2 separate regions of the Mus musculus genome follow, and region 2 is linked to region 1. Evidence: chromatin contacts called from public HiChIP or PLAC-seq data. All regions are on one chromosome and are shown on one strand. The core of a region is the stretch at or near the end of the contact, and the rest is flanking DNA. Distances in the headings are between cores, read along the strand shown.

Region 1 (3,183 bases), core at 150-2,649:
AGGAGAGGATATAAGCAGGCAGTCTATGAAAGGGACAATCCACGAGCCTAATAAATGTACTAAGTTAGCACAGTGTAGTTGACAAGATGGCTCAGCCAGCAAAAGGTCCAAGTGTTTGTCGCCAAGATCTGAATTCCAGCCCCAGATCCCACTGCGGAAAAAACCAACTCCAAAACCTGTTCCCTGATCTCCATTCCTGTGTCATGGCACACATATCACACGTGCATGTGCATGCGCCCCCCCCCAATAAAATAAAAATAAAGTTATTACAATAGGATACCATCTTACAGGGCTGGAGGGATGACTCAGCAGTTAAGAGCACTGACTGTTCTTCTGAAGGTCCTGAGTTCAAATCCCAGCAACCACATGGTGGCTCATAACCATTCGGTAATGATATCTGCCCTTTTCTGAGGTGTCTGAAGACAGCTACAGTGTACTTACATATTATAAATAAATAAACCTTTAAAAAATACCATCTTACATACATCATTTAGATACATATTAGGAAAAATAAACTAAACAATACCAAATATGGGGATGGTTATAAGGGACACTAGAACCTTTATATATTGCTGTCAGGAACTATAAATTGGACGCGACCACCCCAAAACATTATAGAATTAAGTATGGCTCAGCATTCTATCCTGAGGTGGATAACTTAAAGAGAAACCATCAGTATCTATCTATCAAGAGACAATTGCCAGGATATTCATTACGGTGTACTTTGTGGTGCTTGAAATACTGGAAGTAATCCAGGCATCCTTTACTAGGGAAATAGAATCTATCCAGGGTGACGCTGAGCACCATTCAGGAGTGAAAAGTCATATAGCATGGATGACCTAAAAAACCCAATGCTCAGTTTAAAAACTTCTCTCTTTTAAAAAATCACAACATGATTCATGAATCCAAAGTCAACATATATTTTAAGGTAACAGGATAATTTAAGTAAGAGGGTCTGAAAAAAATTAATGCAAAGGAGGGTGTGCCAAGAGCAGATCGGAATTGAGAACGAAAACTAAGGGAGGAAGATGCCAAAAGAGGGGGGTCCGCAGTACCTAGAGTGAGGCAGCGTCAACTCCATTCTGTGCAGCCAGGGTTCCAAATAGCCCAAACTGAAGGAAAGTTGCAAGGAAGGACCCGCAGGGGAGCAGCCCCTTCCCCACTGCCCAGGCAGTGCGTCCCTGACAACCCGGCCGTCCTCACTAGCCCTGCTCACCTGGCACCAGCTCGGGCCGTGGGTCCCGGGACCGCCATGACCCGGGATGCAAGCGACGAGGCGACCGAGCAAGCCCGGTGTCCTCCCCGGGCAGAGTCCTCAGAGCTCGGGGCCCCGCCCTAGGAGGAAAGGGGTGGGACTCTGGCGACCACAGAGACGCGCTAGATAGAGAAGACGGCTCCGGCGCTGTGGCCGTTCCCGGAAGCGCAGCCTTTCCTGAAGAACAAGAGAGTAGCAAGAGGTTATAGAGCTGGCCGGGTGGCCAGAGCGTCCCCTGTGGGGCTGGGAGGTTTCTTTTGCCAACTGGTAGTTCCGAGTGTAACTTTCTCCCAGAGAAGACAGCGTGATCTGTTTTTTAAAAAATTAATTAATTTAAAAAATACATATTTATTTAGTGAGCTATGTGTGTGTTCACGCGAACTGTGAACCAGGGCGTAAGTGTCAGAGAACAACTTTGAGGAGTCAATTTTCTCCTTCCATCATGAGGGCTCCCGAGGAGCCAACTCAGGTTGTCAGGATTGGCGAGAAAAGCCTTCATCGGGTGAGCTGGCTCCCTGGTCCCAGCACGATTTACAAGATTTTCTTGAAAATGTATTTTATGTATAGGAATGTTTTGCCTGCATGTATGAGTACCACGTGAGTGCCTGGTGCCTGCAGAGTCCAGAAGAGGGCATTGGAGTCCCTGGAACTCTAGTTACAGACCCAGGGCTTCTGAAAGAGCAGCCAGTGCTTGTAACCACAGAGCCATCTCTCCAGGACGTCCCATCTCTCCCCAGCGTGATTTTGTTTGTTTGTTTTTTGTTTGTTTTTCGAAACGGGGTTTCTCTGTGTAGCCTTGGCTGTCCTGGAACTCACTTTGTAGACCAGGCTGGCCTCGAACTCAGAAATCCGCCTGCCTCTGTCTCCCAAGTGCTGGGATTAAAGGCATGCGCCATCATGCCTGGCCAGCGTGACTTTTTTTTTTTTTAAAGATGTATTTATTATATGTAAGTACACTGTAGCTGTCTTCAGACACACCAGAAGAGGGCGTCAGATCTAGTTACGGATGGTTGTGAGCCACCATGTGGTTGCTGGGATTTGAACTCTGGACCTTTGGAAAAGCAGTCGGGTACTCTTACCCACTGAGCCATCTCACCAGCCCCAGCATGATCATTTAAGTCGGGTAGATGTGACTTAGTGGTAAACGACTTGCGTGTCATACATAAGGCCCCAGCACTACAGAAATAAACATATAAATCAGTTTTCCAGACATATATGGCAGCTCAACCCTGTAATTCTGGACCTGAGGCAGTAGAGCAGGAGGATCAAGAGTTCCAGATATGCCTCAGATACATAGAAAGCGCTGAGTTCATGATTAGCCTGGACAACAGGAGACCTGCCTCAAGGGGAAAAAAAAAAAAAAAGGGTAGAGGATCCTCACTTTACATTTGCAGTTTTCAACACTACTGATTTATAGTGGGTTTCTGGTTTGGTTTGGTTTAGATTGCAGCTGTTTTGGTTCTTTTGGTTTATTCTGTTTTTGTTTTTGTTTTTTCTTCCCGAAACAGTGTTCCACTGTGTAGCCCTGGCTGTCCTGAAACTCGCTCTCTACACCAGGCTAGCCAGGATCTCAGAGATCCACCTGCCTCTGCCTCCAAGTGCTGCGATCCTTAAACGAGAAATGTATGAAATGCTTATAGACTGACTAAAGTGCCCAATGAGAGATTCAAGGAAACAATAATGGCATTTCACATTTGCATCTAAATGTATCTTCCTAGCTCTTGATCCTTAAGGTCAACTCTGGAACAAACACTCAACAAGTCAACAAAGTAACAATTACCAGTTGTTTTCAGAGCCTTTTAGACTTGCTTAGTGGCAAGCTCAGTTATCTTTACAAAGCTTCGTGTCCATGACAAAGATACCAAACAAACAAAGCAAATAGGCTTCCCCAACTTCAACACTAATGACTGTTGCGCCTGTTGGGCCTG
Region 2 (3,157 bases), core at 267-2,766, 240 kb after region 1:
CTGCAGGAGCCTCGGTTCTGACAGGGAGGCTGACACACAGCTGTGGAAACAGGGAGAGAGCAATGACCGCAGGGCCAAGTCCTATGAGGCCATGAGCACCCACCGACTACACACTAGAGGCGTCTACCCTAGGGAGAGGACCTTGCCCAGCCTCTCATGGACATGGGAGGCCCACCACCTACCCTCAGCCTCCTGAGGCTTCTATGACCTTTTCTCTCCCTGTTACCCACAGGTCTCCAGGATGAGTATGTCTTTGAGTTTTGAACAAGAGTTGTGGCGTGGGCTCTTACCACACCATCAGAAGGACACACCAGAAAGGAAAGAACTACCTGGTATCCCACTTAGGCTTATATGTCCACTCCTATTGGTTATAGAAACGCCAATTACAGACATTTTATTTTGTATCCTCTGGTAGTTTCAGAGCTTCAAAATAAAAATTGTTACTGAGTAGATTATCAATAAACACTGAGTGAATGAATGAATGAATGAATGAATGAATGAAATCTTTATGGGAGAGGTTCAACATTACCCTAAGAGCCAGTAGTTTGTGTCACTTATGAGCTATACAGCCTAGGCCTATTTTCTGGTGAATACCAAGGGTGGGCTGAGGAGACTGGGAAAATATAAGAGCCTCTCAAGATAACACACCCACTTCTGTCTGTATCCTCTGATAGCCCCTGCTTCTCATCCCTGGCTCAGCAAGATAGAATTCTGGTGTGGGTAATGGGATGACTCTGCTCAGCAGGTCCTAATCTGTCTTGGAAACAGAGTGGAAGCAGAAACTGGCTTCCTCTAAGTGGGTTCTCTCAGCCTACAGGCCTCGACCCCTTTGGGAGTTAAGCAATCCTTTCACAGAGGTCACTAAGACCATTGGAAAATATAAATGTCTTCATTATGATTCATAGCAGTATCAAAATTGCATTTATGAAGTAGCAACAAGATAGTTTATGGTTGTGGTCAGCACAACAGGAGGAACTGTATCTAAAAGCCACAGCATTAGGAAGGCTGAGAACCACTGCTGTGGTGGAAGCCACCACCATGAGCAGCCACCACTGTCGTGAGCCTCCACCACGAGCGGCCACCAGTCCTCCCATGCATGGCTTTTGTCTTCTCTGGACTTTACTATCCAACCAAATCCAGAGACATGGCAGTAATCTGCAGCCACCTAAATCCCCACAGAGGCCCACACTGGGATGTAAGGCCAGGCCTCTTCCTTCCTGGACCTCTGTGGAGAACAGGGTTGACCATGGCCTAGGTCATTCTGGGTAGTCTAAAGCAAGACCCCACCCACCTGCCTCTAATTCCCTTAGTAAGTAGTTGTTGAGCCCTTCCGAGGGCTCCACCACAAAAGACTGAAGTCATCTCTCTTTCATAAGCAGTTTGCACACATGAGGGAGACTAACAGGAAGCAAGAAACAACAGGCCACAAGACAGAAGGAAGACATGGGGCGCCAGGCCATTCAGATGAAGTAGTCCAACACTTCACTGAAGAGGGAGGAGCAGTCCAGAGGGAGTGGACTAGGAAGCTGTGAGTGGCCTTCCAGAGGCAAGCACAGCCTCCTGGAGGCTAGAAGCTATGAAGCCTGCTGAGGAGTGGACTAGGAAGCTGTGAGTGGCCTTCCAGAGGCAAGCACAGCCTCCTGGAGGCTAGAAGATGAATGAGTCCAGGGAGGCCACCGGCTCATGCGGGTGAAGAGAGAGAGTAACCAAGGCCATTCAAGGTCACAGAGGAAACAGAGAGCCCCAGTTGTTCTAAGTGATTTTGAAACCATCAGAAACCCCTACATGCCTGCGGGGTCGGGTTTGTGGGAAATTTTCGGAGAAAAATTCCACATTCTAACCACCGGCCATTTTAGATGGAACTCTGCAATGCTTAATCTTGGTTGTCAGCTCGACTGCCAGCTAGGTAAGTCCCCTCGCAGAGTTAGAGGGAGATACGCTCCTGGGCTCGTTCTTAAGGCATTTTCTTGGCTGAGTTCTTTGAACCAGGAAGACCCTCCACGTGAGATGATCTTCCGGTGGCAGCCGGATATGAGGAGATGGGGCCTCTCTCTCTGTGTGTGTGTGTGTGTGTGTGTGTGTGTGTGTGTGTGTGTGTGTGTGTGTTTTGGGTTTTGCCTGCTCGCCTTCCTGTTGTCCTGTCATGCTGGCAGGGGTCTTCTATGCAGTTTGTGCCATGAGCCCCTGAACTCTGCGGCTGCTTCCACTGACATCAAAACCCAGTGTGGACTGAAGACCAGCGCTTCCCCAGGAATCCTCTAGACCTTCAGTGCCAGATGGGGACCACTGAGGCACCCTGTCTCACAGATTGAGCAGCTTCTGGGCTGTCATTCTCTCCAGTGTGAAGACAGCTATTGTTGGACTACCCAGACAGTATCCTGAGAGCTAATTTAATAAATCCTTTCAATACACACTCATTGTGTTCCTCTAGAGCAGCATCCTCAACCTTCCAAATCTGCAAACCTTTAATATAGTTCCTCATGTGTGGTGACCCCCGACAATAAAATTACTTTGTTACTACCTCATAACTGTAATTTGCTACTGTTATGTATCATAATGTAAATATCTGATATGCAGGATAGCTAATATGCAACCCCCCCCCCCCAAAGGAGTCTCAACCCACAGGTTAATAACTGCTCCTCTAACGAACTCTGGCTAACACACTCTCCAAAGCTCCAGCACATGTTTTTCCTTCTTGGGACCCCTCAGTGTCCTTAAAAGACAAGCACACATTAACAACTAGAGACCTCCCAGCTCTGACCTCGCTAACAACACTCTAAGTCAGTCCACTCTGGCTGAACCTGCTTTCTGGCTTCCTAACCTGGCCGCTTGCCTGAGTGCCACTCGTCCCTCAGAGTCACCTTTCCTGCCCTGGTGACCCATCATTCAGTGACTGCTGCCTCCTCTTTGAACAGACCACTCGTCCAGTGGATGGGTTTTCGTGTTGTGCCTCTCTGTCCCCATTTGTACAGTCGGCCCTTAGGAGTGCGATCAGTTGAGCTCCTAGCATACAAAGCACAGTCACATTATCTTTCTTCAGCCACTCTCCAGTGGGTGCCGATATATTCACAATCTCATTTAATCCTCTCTACATGCTTATCATTCCTATCTCCCCCACATCGCCTCTGAAAGTCAGGGAGATTAAGAGACCCGCCTA

The links. HiChIP or PLAC-seq counts read pairs in DNA pulled down with a chosen protein or histone mark.
Region 2: an H3K4me3 HiChIP or PLAC-seq map of bone marrow-derived macrophages shows a contact between it and region 1, with 2.8 times the contacts expected there. The contact joins the enhancer-like site here to the promoter of Abcd4 in region 1. A contact is called at or near these places in 3 of 39 promoter capture datasets (hippocampal neurons, liver and stem cell-derived epiblast-like cells), 2 of 115 datasets of contacts at active chromatin or transcription factors (bone marrow-derived macrophages and pro-B cells) and 2 of 9 other capture datasets (embryonic stem cells and liver).

What each region holds. Positions count from the first base shown.
Region 1 is chr12:84,616,067-84,619,249 of GRCm38.p6, forward strand. Abcd4 (ATP-binding cassette, sub-family D (ALD), member 4) reads right to left here and starts at 1,400. Exons shown (of 19, transcript NM_008992.2): 1 at 1,217-1,400. The coding sequence starts at 1,254.
Region 2 is chr12:84,853,900-84,857,056 of GRCm38.p6, forward strand. It overlaps Ltbp2 (latent transforming growth factor beta binding protein 2), which reads right to left. Exons shown (of 36, transcript NM_001370743.1): 3 at 1-40. Among named protein-coding and RNA genes, the nearest start is that of D030025P21Rik, 20 kb to the right of the region's middle. Within about 2 kb of position 1,517, at least 70 of the 459 cell types and tissues checked have an H3K27ac peak or open chromatin away from gene starts, as enhancers often do. A contact at or near this core is called in bone marrow-derived macrophages, where this site is marked.